Regions from separate parts of the Gossypium hirsutum genome. Here region 1 is linked to region 2. Evidence: chromatin contacts called from public Hi-C data. All regions are on one chromosome and are shown on one strand. Each heading gives the region's core, a stretch centred on a gene start, on an enhancer-like site or on the middle of the called end of the contact. The rest is flanking DNA. Distances are from core to core; before and after follow the strand shown.

Region 1 (6,582 bases), core at 2,590-5,089, 270 kb after region 2:
TCCCTCACTCTTTCCTCCTGCACACCATTCATTCCTTGTTGGTATGTTTTAAGCCAAAGAAATATACTCTTCCTCGTTATCCCTCCCTCAGATCTCCTCAATTTTACCATCAACAAATTTCCCCACCCAAACAAGGCATTATCATCTTCAGTCTTTTTCTTATATTGGGGGCATTCGAGAATAATCAGAAACTGCAAAGGGAAGCCACAATGTTGTCATTTTCTTACTCATTACCTCTCTTCCTCTGTTTTATCTCAAGCTTTAACGGAATCTTTGCTGCCACAGAGTTCGATTTCGGTACGTTAAACCTCAGCAGCTTGAAGCTCCTTGGTGACGCTCACTTAAACAATGGGAGCGTCAGACTCACTCGCGACCTCCAAGTACCCGCTTCCGTCGCCGGCAGAGCCTTGTACTCGAAACCCGTCAGATTCCGGGAACCCCAGACTCATTCTCCTTGTAGCTTCTCCACCTTCTTCTCCTTCTACATTACCAACCTTAACCCGTCTTCTATCGGCGGTGGTTTAGCCTTTGTCATTTCCCCGGATGGTGATTTCATTGGCGCCGGCGGCGGCTCTTTGGGACTCTTAGATGATAAGGGTCGGGGCTCGGGGTTCGTTGCTGTTGAATTCGACACTCTTATGGACGTAGAATTCGATGATTTTAATGGGAACCATGTTGGTTTGGATCTCAACACCATGGTTTCTTCTCAAGTTGGTGACTTGGGGGCTTTAGATATTGATCTAAAAAGTGGGGATCTCGTTAATTCATGGGTCGAATACGATGCTTCATCTGGGATTTTCAATATCTCCGTTTCTTACTCAACCTTGAAGCCTAAAGAGCCCATGTTATCATTCCCTCTAGATCTCGATCATTATGTTAATGATTTCATGTACGTAGGATTTTCAGGCTCAACACAAGGAAGCACCGAGGTCCATAGCATTGAATGGTGGAGTTTTAGCTCTTCTTTCAACTCAACTTCTCCGCCGCCTCCAACGGCTACTTTAATGAACCCAACGGCTAATATTGTTAAATCAAAGCCACCTTCATTGGCTCCTTCAGATTCTCATTTGAGTAAGTCTTCGTCTTCTTCTTCTTGTCATAACCAGCTTTGTAAGCAAGGTCCAGGGGCTGTTGCAGGGGTGGTAACGGCTGGGGCTTTCGTTTTAGCCTTATTTGCTGGGGCTCTCATATGGGTTTACTCTAAAAAGTTGAAGCATGTGAAGAAATCCGAGTCTTTTCCATCGGAGATTATCAAAATGCCAAAAGAGTTCAGATACAAAGAGCTGAAAGCAGCTACGAGATGCTTCGATGCTAATAGAATTATCGGTCACGGTGCGTTTGGGACTGTCTATAAAGGCATTTTACCGGATAATGGCAACATTGTGGCTGTCAAGAGATGTAGTCATACTAGTCAAGGCAAGAATGAGTTTTTATCTGAATTGTCAATAATTGGGACCCTTAGGCATCGCAATCTTGTAAGATTGCAAGGATGGTGCCATGAGAAAGGTGAAATTTTATTAGTTTATGATTTAATGCCTAATGGGAGTCTGGATAAAGCATTATTTGAAGCCAGAACGCCATTACCATGGGCTCATAGGCAGAAAATTTTGTTAGGAGTTGCCTCTGCTTTGGCCTATTTGCATCAAGAGTGTGATCACCAGGTTATTCATAGAGACGTTAAGACCAGCAACATAATGCTGGATGAAGGGTTCAACGCAAAGCTAGGCGATTTTGGTTTAGCAAGGCAAATTGAGCATGATAAATCGCCTGATGCCACGGTAGCTGCCGGCACAATGGGATATTTGGCTCCCGAATATCTTCAAACTGGGAGAGCAACCGAGAAAACGGATGTGTTTAGCTTTGGAGCTGTGGTTCTAGAGGTGGCTAGTGGAAGAAGACCAATCGAGAGAAATGCCAATGCAGCGGCAAAAGTTGGAGCGAATGGGAATTTGGTGGAATGGGTTTGGAGTTTGCGTAGAGAAGGGAGATTGTTAGCTGCAGCTGATGCCAGGCTGGAAGGTAATTTCAATGAGGGTGAGATGAGGAGGGTCCTCCTGGTGGGGTTAGCATGTTCACACCCTGACCCACTGGCTAGACCCACAATGAGAGGCGTGGTCCAAATGCTGGTGGGGGAAGCCCAGGTCCCAATTGTTCCAAAAGCTAAACCCTCAATGAGTTTCAGCACTTCTCATCTATTGTTGAGCTTGCAGGACACTGTATCTGACTGCAACGATATGATAAACTTCTTCAGTTCCTCGTCAGAAAATAGCCACATTGGTCCGGACCTTGTCTAATAAATAATAAAAGGGCTGAGTTCCCCAATAACATGTAAAAGCACAAGTTTTAGGGAATTGGGGACAAAGAAAAATGGTGGGGGGAGTGATTGAAGGTTGCCTAGTTGATTCCACAAGCAATCCCCATTGTCAAAGGGCAGACATGGGGGTTTGAGTAGACACTTGGTAAAGTACAGTGAAAAATGTTTCATATTTATTATTTTATTTTATTTTTAATTAAGAAACTTTATTGAGTGGCGGTTGGTCATGGATCAAAGCAATGAAGGAAAGAATCATCATTTTTTATAAAATTGTTTAATTGGGTAATAAGGAAAATGAGAAAGCAATTACATGGAGTGGGTTGTTTGGGAGAAAAGTATGTACTAAACTTGATTCTAAACTTATTTCTGATTACTTCCTTTTTAAACACTTTTATTCAGAAGCACGTCTCTTTTTGTATCTCTTTTAAAAGGAGGAAAAAGTCAAAGGTGCCCACAACCAGTTGCTGGATTAAGCATTTCTTAATACTAACTACTACTATTGTCTTGGTTCAAGTCCCTCTCTGACCCCCCCCCCCAATTCTGGTGCTCAAAACTCAGTTTTTAGAGGCAACTTTACCTCAATTTTACAAAAAAAAAAATCATTTTTACCCTACATTTATTTTATTTTTTTAACTCTTAAACTTATGTTTTTTTTTTGAAATCACCCTAAAATGGATAAAAGAAATTAAACGTTTTCTATTTTGCTGACGTGACATACACATAGATTATTATGTGGATGACACATCAGCATTTAATTAATTTTTTAAAATTTAAAAAATTTATTTAAAAAAATATAATTTTTCTAAATTTTTTTAAAAAAAATCAATGGCATATGCCACATTAGCATAATGCACAAACATCAACTTTTCCATAATTTTTGGGTTGCTTTGGCAAAAAAATACAAGCTATGAGAGTTAAAAAAAAGATGGAAAAAATTGAAAACTAAAATAATGATGAGATATTTTGATGTAAAAGTAATAATTTATAAATGACTAGAATAATTGAAACAGTATGATGAACTTAATTAAATAATAATAATTATAATTATAATATAATATTGTAAACATCTTTTTATTTGTAACGGGTACTCTGCCATGATACATAGGTTCTACTATAACCTAAAAACAATAAAAGTAAAAGTAACCCTCCAAGTCCCATAAAACTCACTGGATTTTACCCAATCCACTGGGCCGTGTTACTATCTGGGTTCAAAGTCCAATTATCAGTTGGATCCATTCAACTGCCAAATGGATATCCGAATTCGTTTGATTACCAGAAACCGGTTTTTGTTTTTGTTATTTTGGTTCCCAACTTGTGTTAGTGAGGAGCTCCAACCTTGAGTTCGCACTTGTGTCACGGGCCGCAGTTCAAAGCCCGTGACCAGCGCACCAAATGCATCCAATGGAGGTCTGTTGCTCAGATGGGGATCATTTGGCCTACGAGAACTGGCCCGATTCAAAGAGCTGTTGGACAGGCCTGTCACATTGAAGCCTGATGGGCCCGATAATGAAGATAGGACTATGTAGTCTTGGAAGTTCTAATTGTACACAGCTTCTAATTCTGTAAACTTAGAGTCCTAATTGAATACAGCTTTTAATTGTAGCCATCGATTTTGGGGGAGCTCAACTATAAATAGAGAGCCTCCCCTCATTTGTACTAACTCCTGAATTTTACTCAAACTTTTCTCTCAAGCGTTCTTGCTTTTGTTCATCTTTCAAAGATCGTTCTTAATTCGTTCTTCCACTGTTCTTCGTGGAAACTTTAAGGGAATTCTGTTGAATCCTTTATTGTTGCGAGTTGAGCTGACTTAGGCGTTTTTACGGTTGAATCCTTTATCGGTGGAAGTTAGGCTGACTTAGGCGTTTTTAAGCCAAAAAACTGCCTAAGGCCGCACGGATGTGTGGGAAAACTCCAAGTCCGTGACACTTGGACTTGGCAGTCATGTCAGACGAGTTCGAGTTCGCCGATAAGGTCCCTCCCTCCTTTGATCGCTTGGTTTTGCTCCCCTTAATTTCAATGGCTTTTCACTGAGATGAGATCCGTGCTAAATCAGTTCAAATTTAGAGATCTGGTTTTGTTTCCTTTGCTTATTACTTGTTACAGTTCCGATCTAGTGCAGTGGTGCTTTTTCAAATTAATTCCCATTTTTTTAGACTTTTTCTTGCTCTTTCTCATGCTTAATTAAGATATTGTTACTTGTTTATTTTTGCATGCAAACTTATCAAACTATCCTGTTTTTTTTTCTTCTTCTTCTCGATATTTTGATTGAAATAAAGCTGCAACATCGTGGAAACTATTAACACTATCTTTATGTGGGATTTGATCAGTCAATTTGGGTTGGGTTCTTTTTGTTCATCCATACCTCTCCACAATTCTGACTGAAAAAACATAAAAGAACAGTGAAAGATGAAAGCTTTAGTTGACTGCCTGAAAATTCTTCATTCAGTTTGCGATACATCCGATAATTTCGTCAACAATCTACTTAAAACACAGACATAGGTATTTGAATTATCAGTATCCATGGATAAATTTCTGGGGTCTCAATGTAAGTGTGATCTCTTAAAATCTTGATGATAGATGTATATGTTTTGCAGAAATGTTTGTATGCACGTATACTTCATAGAATCTTTCATGTAGCAAGGATCTTTTGTAGTAGGGCTAAGTTTTCCTGTTTGCTCTCTATGGTATTTTGAAAAGATTAACAGGCTGAAGACAAGTATTGAGCAGCTAGTTGTCTTTATGTGCAAAATTACATGCGTGATGACTTTAGTTTCTGCTAATGCAATAGGGAAACAAGATTATTTATCAAACTGAGGCCAAAGGATTCAATCCTGGCTTGATAGTGCTGCTGGTTGTTGGGGGGCTACTGCTAACATTCCTTGTTGGGAACTATGTACTTTACTCGTATGCACAGAAGACTCTTCCACCTAGAAAAAAGAAGCCAACATCAAAGAAGAAGATGAAGAAAGAGAGGCTGAAGCAAGGAGTTTCTGCACCAGGAGAATAACAATTTTCTTCCTGTTTAGTTTCCAGAGAGTTGTCTTGGTTGAGCAAACATCTTAATCTCATATTTGGTAGACTAGGAGGTAAAATACTGATTTTCTGTTTCATTAATTGCAGTTTATCTGTCTCATATCTATTGCCCTCTACTCTTTATTTCCTTTTCATTTTCCATATGAACTATTCGTAGGAACAAATCACCCCAAACAATGTCTACTTGTGTGTTCTTATACCTATACATGTTCGAACTAAGATTTAATCCTTTTATATATATATATATATATATATAAGAAAAACCTGAAAACAATATATTAAGTATACTCGCATTAGATGATTAACATGGATTCTATAAGTTAAATTCAACCCTATGAATCCAACATGAGTTTATTCAAGAACTAGGAGATATGAAAAAGAGACAGAAAAAAAGTATTAACTGTGAATTGTGAAAGCACCAATTTCTTTTAAGAAAAAGAAATAGAAAAGAAGTGTAATATTTACTATATTATACACATAAAATACTTAAAAACCATATGTCCATCAATATGTTATTGTGCTTGACCACAACAAGCAATCAAACTTCAGTGGGTAGAGTTTGAACAACATAGATAACCTTCAACACAATTTTATCGCATGACATCACGCTGACAAAAACATGGACAAGGCGGCAACAAGCTATTCGAATTCAGGACATGACCAGCATGAACTCAGTCACCACGGCCCATGGTCTGCTCGCCAGGAGGGATCATGACCAGCACAGGCTGAGCATTGAACCCTGGGTGAGGCAACCTTCGACGAAGCTCACGGCCTTCCTGGCAAAGAGCACATGCATGGCAGAAAACATGTGTTGCAAAGTCACAGGCGGACTCGCACTGTTCACGTTGCACTTCATCTTCCAAACAGCATCCACCTGACCTGTTAAGTGCCTCACAGGTACCCTGTTTTTTGCAAAGAAAACCACAACAAATAAATCTTTGCGATTGAAAGCTCTTCCATAGTTGATTCTATGCATAACAAAAACACAAATTAACTCTAGAGATCAACAAACTCAGTAGTCCATTGTAGGTCAACAATGCGTATGAAAATGAGGATAAACTAGAACATTGGACTTCCCCAGCAAAAACATCACAGAATGTCAGAAATTTCTGAAAACCAAATCAAACAAGGATAAACGAAAAACCGAAACCCAAAGTAACCCATACTATATGCTTAATGAGCTGGTTAAAAAATGGTCTCAATAAGATTCACTTGCCTCCAGATTAAACTTGCGC
Region 2 (5,854 bases), core at 2,949-5,448:
ATATTTCCTATATAGTCTACACTCAATACATTGAAAGAAGAGGGAAGCACTACCTCCAGAAAGGTTGCTACAACATTAATGTAAGTGTGAGCATTTATAACTTGTAAAGATAGAATTAGCGGAGCATAACAGTTAAATGCATATAAAAGATAAAAATACATGAGCATGAAAGAGAAATGGTAAAGAGGGGCGTCTGATAAGAGTGACTATAATTATCTTTACCAGGCTAAGAACATCCTTATACCTGACCAACAGAACCAAACCGGTACATCACAGTCTCCCCTGTGCCATCAGAATTAGGTGATGACCAATACGAATCAAATGCCACTCCACTAACCTGCCAGCACCATGTAGAAAGAAATGAGTACACAGCCATCATCATCCACAACAGATAAACAGAAGCCTTCTAAGGTAAGAATTGTACCCATGAGTTGTGCCCCTCACCCCATGCCACAACCTTTCGATCTTCCATACTCCAAACTTGAACCAAGTCATCTTCACCTCCAGTCAGAATATATTTCCCATCCATACTGTTCAGTGGACATTGTTGTTAGTACCAACATTTATTTTCTCCAAAGGTGATGACTTATATATCATATACAAAGAACAGAAGGTGACAAATTGAAAACGCAGTATATTTAAAAGAATGCACAAATTTGTTTGGACAAAAGAAATAGAGCTTTGAAAAAGAGAACAGAGCACCTCCAAGCGCAACATAGTAGAGCACCATAATAACTTTTGCCACCACATACAAGCTGTTCTTTTGAATAGTCAAAAACTCGCAGATAGCCTGCACTCAGCAAGTAGAAAGAGAGAAACTCAAAGTTCAAAAAAGCTAGAAAAGAAAAACAGCCAAAAAATGAAGATGATGTCAATTTGAGTTGATACCATCTCTTCCAACAGTTGCTAAGTATGCCCCATCATGGGAGAAAGCAATGCTATTAATTGAACCTTGACAAACATGCCATCTCGCCATTGGGTTACTCTGCAAGGAAATAATGGCAAGTAAAAAAAAACCAAAACAAGGAAAAATAGAAAAATTATATGGTTTCCGCATTGATGTCAAAGAACAGTCAGACCAAAAACATTTTCTGTTGCTAAGGCATGCTCTATCTTGCCAGATATCAAGAATATCATGGCATTAACTGTAACAAAAAAGGAAATATATATAACCATGGGCATATAAACCAGAAGGCAAGCACAAGACCACATCTAAATGCATTGAGTAAAGGTTTAGGAAGGAAGGAAGAAAAGAAAACATGTGCAAACTTTCCTGCAGCTCTCTGAGAAATTTGGGTGTCAAACCCATTTTTGACAATCTAGATCATGCAAAATGCAGCAACACATGCATCATCTAATTTAAACAGATTACCGTTTGGCTAGAAACTAGAATAGTGATAAGCCATGCAGCACCTACTATAAATTTACACATGAATCATTAATGGCTTTACATTATACAACAAAGGTAAACACCACCAATTTTAGGAAACATAAACAAATAAGAAAGCCTAAAATAGCTCTTTTTCCCCCAAAATAAACACTGACCAGTACCTTACTGTAACGTGCATGTGAAACTGAAAATTGAGTTTGGTCTTTTACAACAGGGAATGAAGAATCACCAGCTCCTTCCTTGTTCTAGATGGCACAAAAAGAAAGAAAGAAAAAAGCTTAAAAAACAGCTTGATGCATTGAACATAATGAAATTTGTAAGTTATACCTCCAGAAGTTAAAAAATATAAAAATAAATAAAATCCTTATTTAATTATCAGAAACTTGCCTTTTCATACACGTACATGTTTCCATCAGCATGAGCCACCACAAAAACACCATCACTTCCGGGAACCCATGCAATACCAGTACAGCGACTGCTGGAAATAACAAGAATATATAAGATAGGCAGCTGAGTCAACCAAATTAAAACATCAATTCAGCATAAAGGCCAATTAGAAACAAAAGTCAGTGCCCCTTTCATCATCCTAAGGGGAAGCCTGAGAGAAAAGCAAATTCTATAAGTTGCAGCAGATGACAAGTTGAATATTGCTAGCGGGTTTAACAATCAACCCAATGAGAGACCAAGTCAGTTGCTTTCTTGCTGGCCTTATATTTGGTAGTATTGATACCTTAAAAATATTGAAGGTTAAAGAGAAAACAAATGAAGCCGCTCTGCAGCAAGGTCTCAAGGTGGATAGAAATAAAAATTACGGCAATATTGCCCCATTAAAATAACAAAAACAGATTCAAGAAAATGATATCATAAAGTGGCGTAAGCTTAATATGCATCATTTAAAAGAAATACAAATCTATATAAGATTTCATAGAAATTATCCAGCTCCAAGCCATTGGGTACCACAATTTATCTTTACACCATCATGTACTAGTTTAGCCTCTAAAGCACAAAATTCTACAAATCACATGCAGGAAGACCTAAGACAAAACATTTGAAACTCAAAATTATTAAAAAGTACACTCAAATGGCGAAGAAAGGTAAGGAAATGTATAATGTATGTAGTAATGTAAGTCTTGCCTGTTATTGACAGAACCATCTTTGTTGTAATGCTGCGCCCCAACAAGCTTCTTTCCAACATCCTGTAACTGCTGTCTCAGTGACACAGAGTAAACTACAGTAATACACACAGAACTGATAAATTTGCAGAGTTTAAACCCTTGAGCTAAAATTGCAAATTAGAATAAGCTAAGAAGAATTACCATCACCAGAATTCAACCCAATAAGCAAATCATGGCCATCTTTGGCATTTTGATCAAATGCGTGGCAGATAGGGTTCGAATTACTGAAATTGATAGACTTTATTGGATCCTACATTAAACACCAAGATTCTCAAAATACCACCACAGATGCCTTCTCTTTCATCAAAAACCGTAACAAAAAAAAATGCTAAATTACCTTGTCCTGAGAATTCAAATCACTTATAAAGATAGCATCACCAACGTTAAAGATTAAATAAGTCCCTTTCCCATCAAAATTCATATTAGTGATTGAATTACTAGAACTTGAAGCACCCAATGACCCAATCCTACTAGTACTACTAATACTTTTACTCCCACCATTCCCCCCAGCAAATCCAAGCGTGCGGCTCCCGTTCCCAGCACCTAGCCACCTTGCTGCTGCTGATCTGACCCCACTGCTGGCACTGTAGCTGGACGATGAAGACGTCGGAGTTGATGGAGCTGGCTTCTCCTTCAAATGTGCTAGGGTAACCTGACAGCCGGACTTAATCAATACAATCTCAACAAACGAATAATACATAAGCAAAACGATCAAAATTTGACTTTATAACTAAGGGCATTGATTCAAACTCTTTCAAGCTTGAACTTGTAATCAATAATGCTTAAACACCGATGGTACAAAATGATCTAATAAAATATGTTCTTCAAGTGCTTCTAACAGATGGGTACATGTAAAAAACCCTCTTTTCACTAATAAATTGGAAATGTTCTCATTATCTAATTATAACATTAGTGTATCAAAAACACAAAAAGGAAAACCCACACTAAAATAAAAAGAAATAAAGAAAAAGAAAAGAGAGCAATTTAAAGTGAAATCGGATGATTGGTCTTGATCAAAACCCAAATAAGTAACACAAAAGATAGTCTTCTTTTCAATAATTTAAGAAAAAAATGAAACCCTAGGAATTTGAAGTTACCTGAGTAACAGTTTTGCCATGAGCATAGTGAAGAAGGCTAGAAGGGTGAGTCTTTTCATAGTGAAGCTTATATCGACCTTCTGGGGTTTTAAAATAAGTCTTCAAACCCGGCGATTGAGCGTTTGCCGAGGACGAAGAGGTCGAAATCGTACCGTTGGCCGTGTTGATCATGGTGTCGCTTATCTTACACCCGATAGCATCTGATCATGACACACTAGGGCTTCTTCTACTTCTTCTCAATTTTGAAAATTTCTTATTTCCTAAATCCTAAGACCAAAAGAAAACCCAAAAAGAAAATGAGTCTTTTATGGGTAATTTTCTGTTGTTGAAATGGGGGATGGGGGATCAAAGGAGGAGAAGGGCCCTGTATGGGTGGGAGTTCTGAGAAGAGGTTAGACTTTTCGGGAAGTTTAAGGGAAGTCAATGGAATAGACGGTGGAGGATTCAAGAGAGTGATCTTATTCGGTCTTTGTAGTTATAAACTGAGAGAGGGATTGATGATGAAAATGGGAAAGATTTCCAGGTTTTCTTTATTATAATTTATTTTGTATCGAGTTTGACATGCTCAGATTTTCACCTCCATTTTCTTAACTTTGGGCTTTTTTCTCTACTTACCATTTGGCCCGAATTATGTTCTTTTCTATTTTGTATTTTAAAAAATCTCTTCTTTTCTTTAATTTTGCATTATGTTCTTTTTGGCATAATGACCTTTTTGGTTCTTCAACTTTACAAAAAATTTATTTTAGTCCTCCATTGAATTTTTTACCTATTTCGTATTTTTTTTCAAATCAGCCCAAAAAGGATGGAAAAGTTAATGTCTATTAACTTTGTTGAAGTGGCATACACGTGGATCTCTATATAGATGACATCATCATTTAATTAATTTTTTAAAATTTAAAAAATATTTTTATAAGTTTTTAAACTTATAAAAATATTTTAAAATTTTTAAAAATATTTTTTATAATTTTTTTGAATTTTAAAATTTTAAAAAATTTAATTAAACACTAACGTATCATCCGCGTGCATGCATTGTAAACAAAGTTATAAAAAAGTTAACTTTTTCATTCATTTTGGGGTGATTTGATGAAAAATGTAAGTTTAAGAACTAAAAAGGTGAAAAATTAAATGGAGGGTTAAAATGATTTTTTTGTAAAGTTGGAGGGCCAAATAAATCATTATGTTTTTTTTTGGAACCAAGGTGTCCACCGCTGGTAACAGTGACTAATCCATTTATTGCACGTGCTTTCCAAAAAGGGAAATGACTGACCATAAATTGTGCTCCATTCCATTCTCAAGGATCAAACCTCCAACCTCATGGTCATGGTTAAGGGATGAGATGAGTAACCACTACATGCCTCATGATTAAATTTTATCTCATTTTAACATCTTCATTATCATTTTTGTTTCATTTTATCTTAAGAATTACCAATATTTATTGAAAGGGAAATTATTTTGTATACTACCAGTGGGGTTTTTAGATTGTTGGACAAAACACGTTAGCGAACAAAAATAAACATAAATAAACAACTATTTATATAAAATAAAATAAAATAAATAATTTATATTTAAAATATCCGATATGAAAAATCAATAAATAATATTATAAAAACTAGAAATCAAATTTTACTAGATGTTGATGCCTGTTTTACACAGTTCCCTTAAGATAGATTCGGCCGCTTTTACGGTACTTGGAGAAACGTTGGTTGACTGTGTCCAGGATACAACAACACGATGATCGAAGTAGTAACACCTCTACAGTGATCACGAACAAGCCTTACCTCCTTTATCACAGGAATGTTGGAAAATATTGAGAGAAAAAGTGAAGAATTTTCGAGAGCAAAAATAAACTCAGTTTTTGAGAGTCTGTAAGTGTAAAAAATTCAGAATAATTCTTAGGCCTTTTATAAGCATTCAATATGGAGGAATTTTGGAAATATCCATAAATAAATATACAAAATTTGCATTAAAGGAGAAATTAAATTAATTTGATTAAATTCAAATCAAATTGATTTGAATCAAATAAATCAAGATATGTCTTTTTAAATAAGATTTTGTATATATATTTGCTGAGAAAAATAAATTTCATGTTGGGCTAAAATATCTGCAGGCCTATTTTGGGCCTAACCGGTCCAGACATTTCGCATCGCCTACATCATGTGGGTGCGCCTCAACCTTAATGGGTTTGGATATGC

Evidence for each region. Hi-C and Micro-C count contacts between places; a contact is called where the count stands out from the background.
Region 1: a Hi-C map of leaf shows a contact between it and region 2, with 2.6 times the contacts expected there. The contact joins the promoter of LOC107899665 here to the promoter of LOC107899651 in region 2. A contact is called at or near these places in 3 of 34 Hi-C or Micro-C datasets (all in leaf).

What each region holds. Positions count from the first base shown.
Region 1 is chrD04:42,930,566-42,937,147 of Gossypium_hirsutum_v2.1, forward strand. LOC107899665 (DNA-binding protein S1FA) reads left to right here and starts at 3,840. Exons shown (of 2, transcript XM_016825433.2): 1 at 3,840-4,285; 2 at 5,103-5,451. The coding sequence starts at 4,256. The coding sequence ends at 5,321. LOC107899663 (L-type lectin-domain containing receptor kinase VIII.1) reads left to right here. Exons shown (of 1, transcript XM_016825431.2): 1 at 1-2,584. The coding sequence starts at 210. The coding sequence ends at 2,294. It overlaps LOC107899664 (cell number regulator 8), which reads right to left. Exons shown (of 3, transcript XM_016825432.2): 2 at 6,564-6,582; 3 at 5,790-6,249. The coding sequence ends at 6,019.
Region 2 is chrD04:42,656,503-42,662,356 of Gossypium_hirsutum_v2.1, forward strand. It overlaps LOC107899651 (dystrophia myotonica WD repeat-containing protein), which reads right to left and starts at 4,199. Exons shown (of 11, transcript XM_016825417.2): 1 at 3,663-4,199; 2 at 2,903-3,217; 3 at 2,707-2,815; 4 at 2,525-2,618; 5 at 1,778-1,865; 6 at 1,552-1,635; 7 at 889-985; 8 at 703-790; 9 at 425-530; 10 at 245-337. The coding sequence starts at 3,833.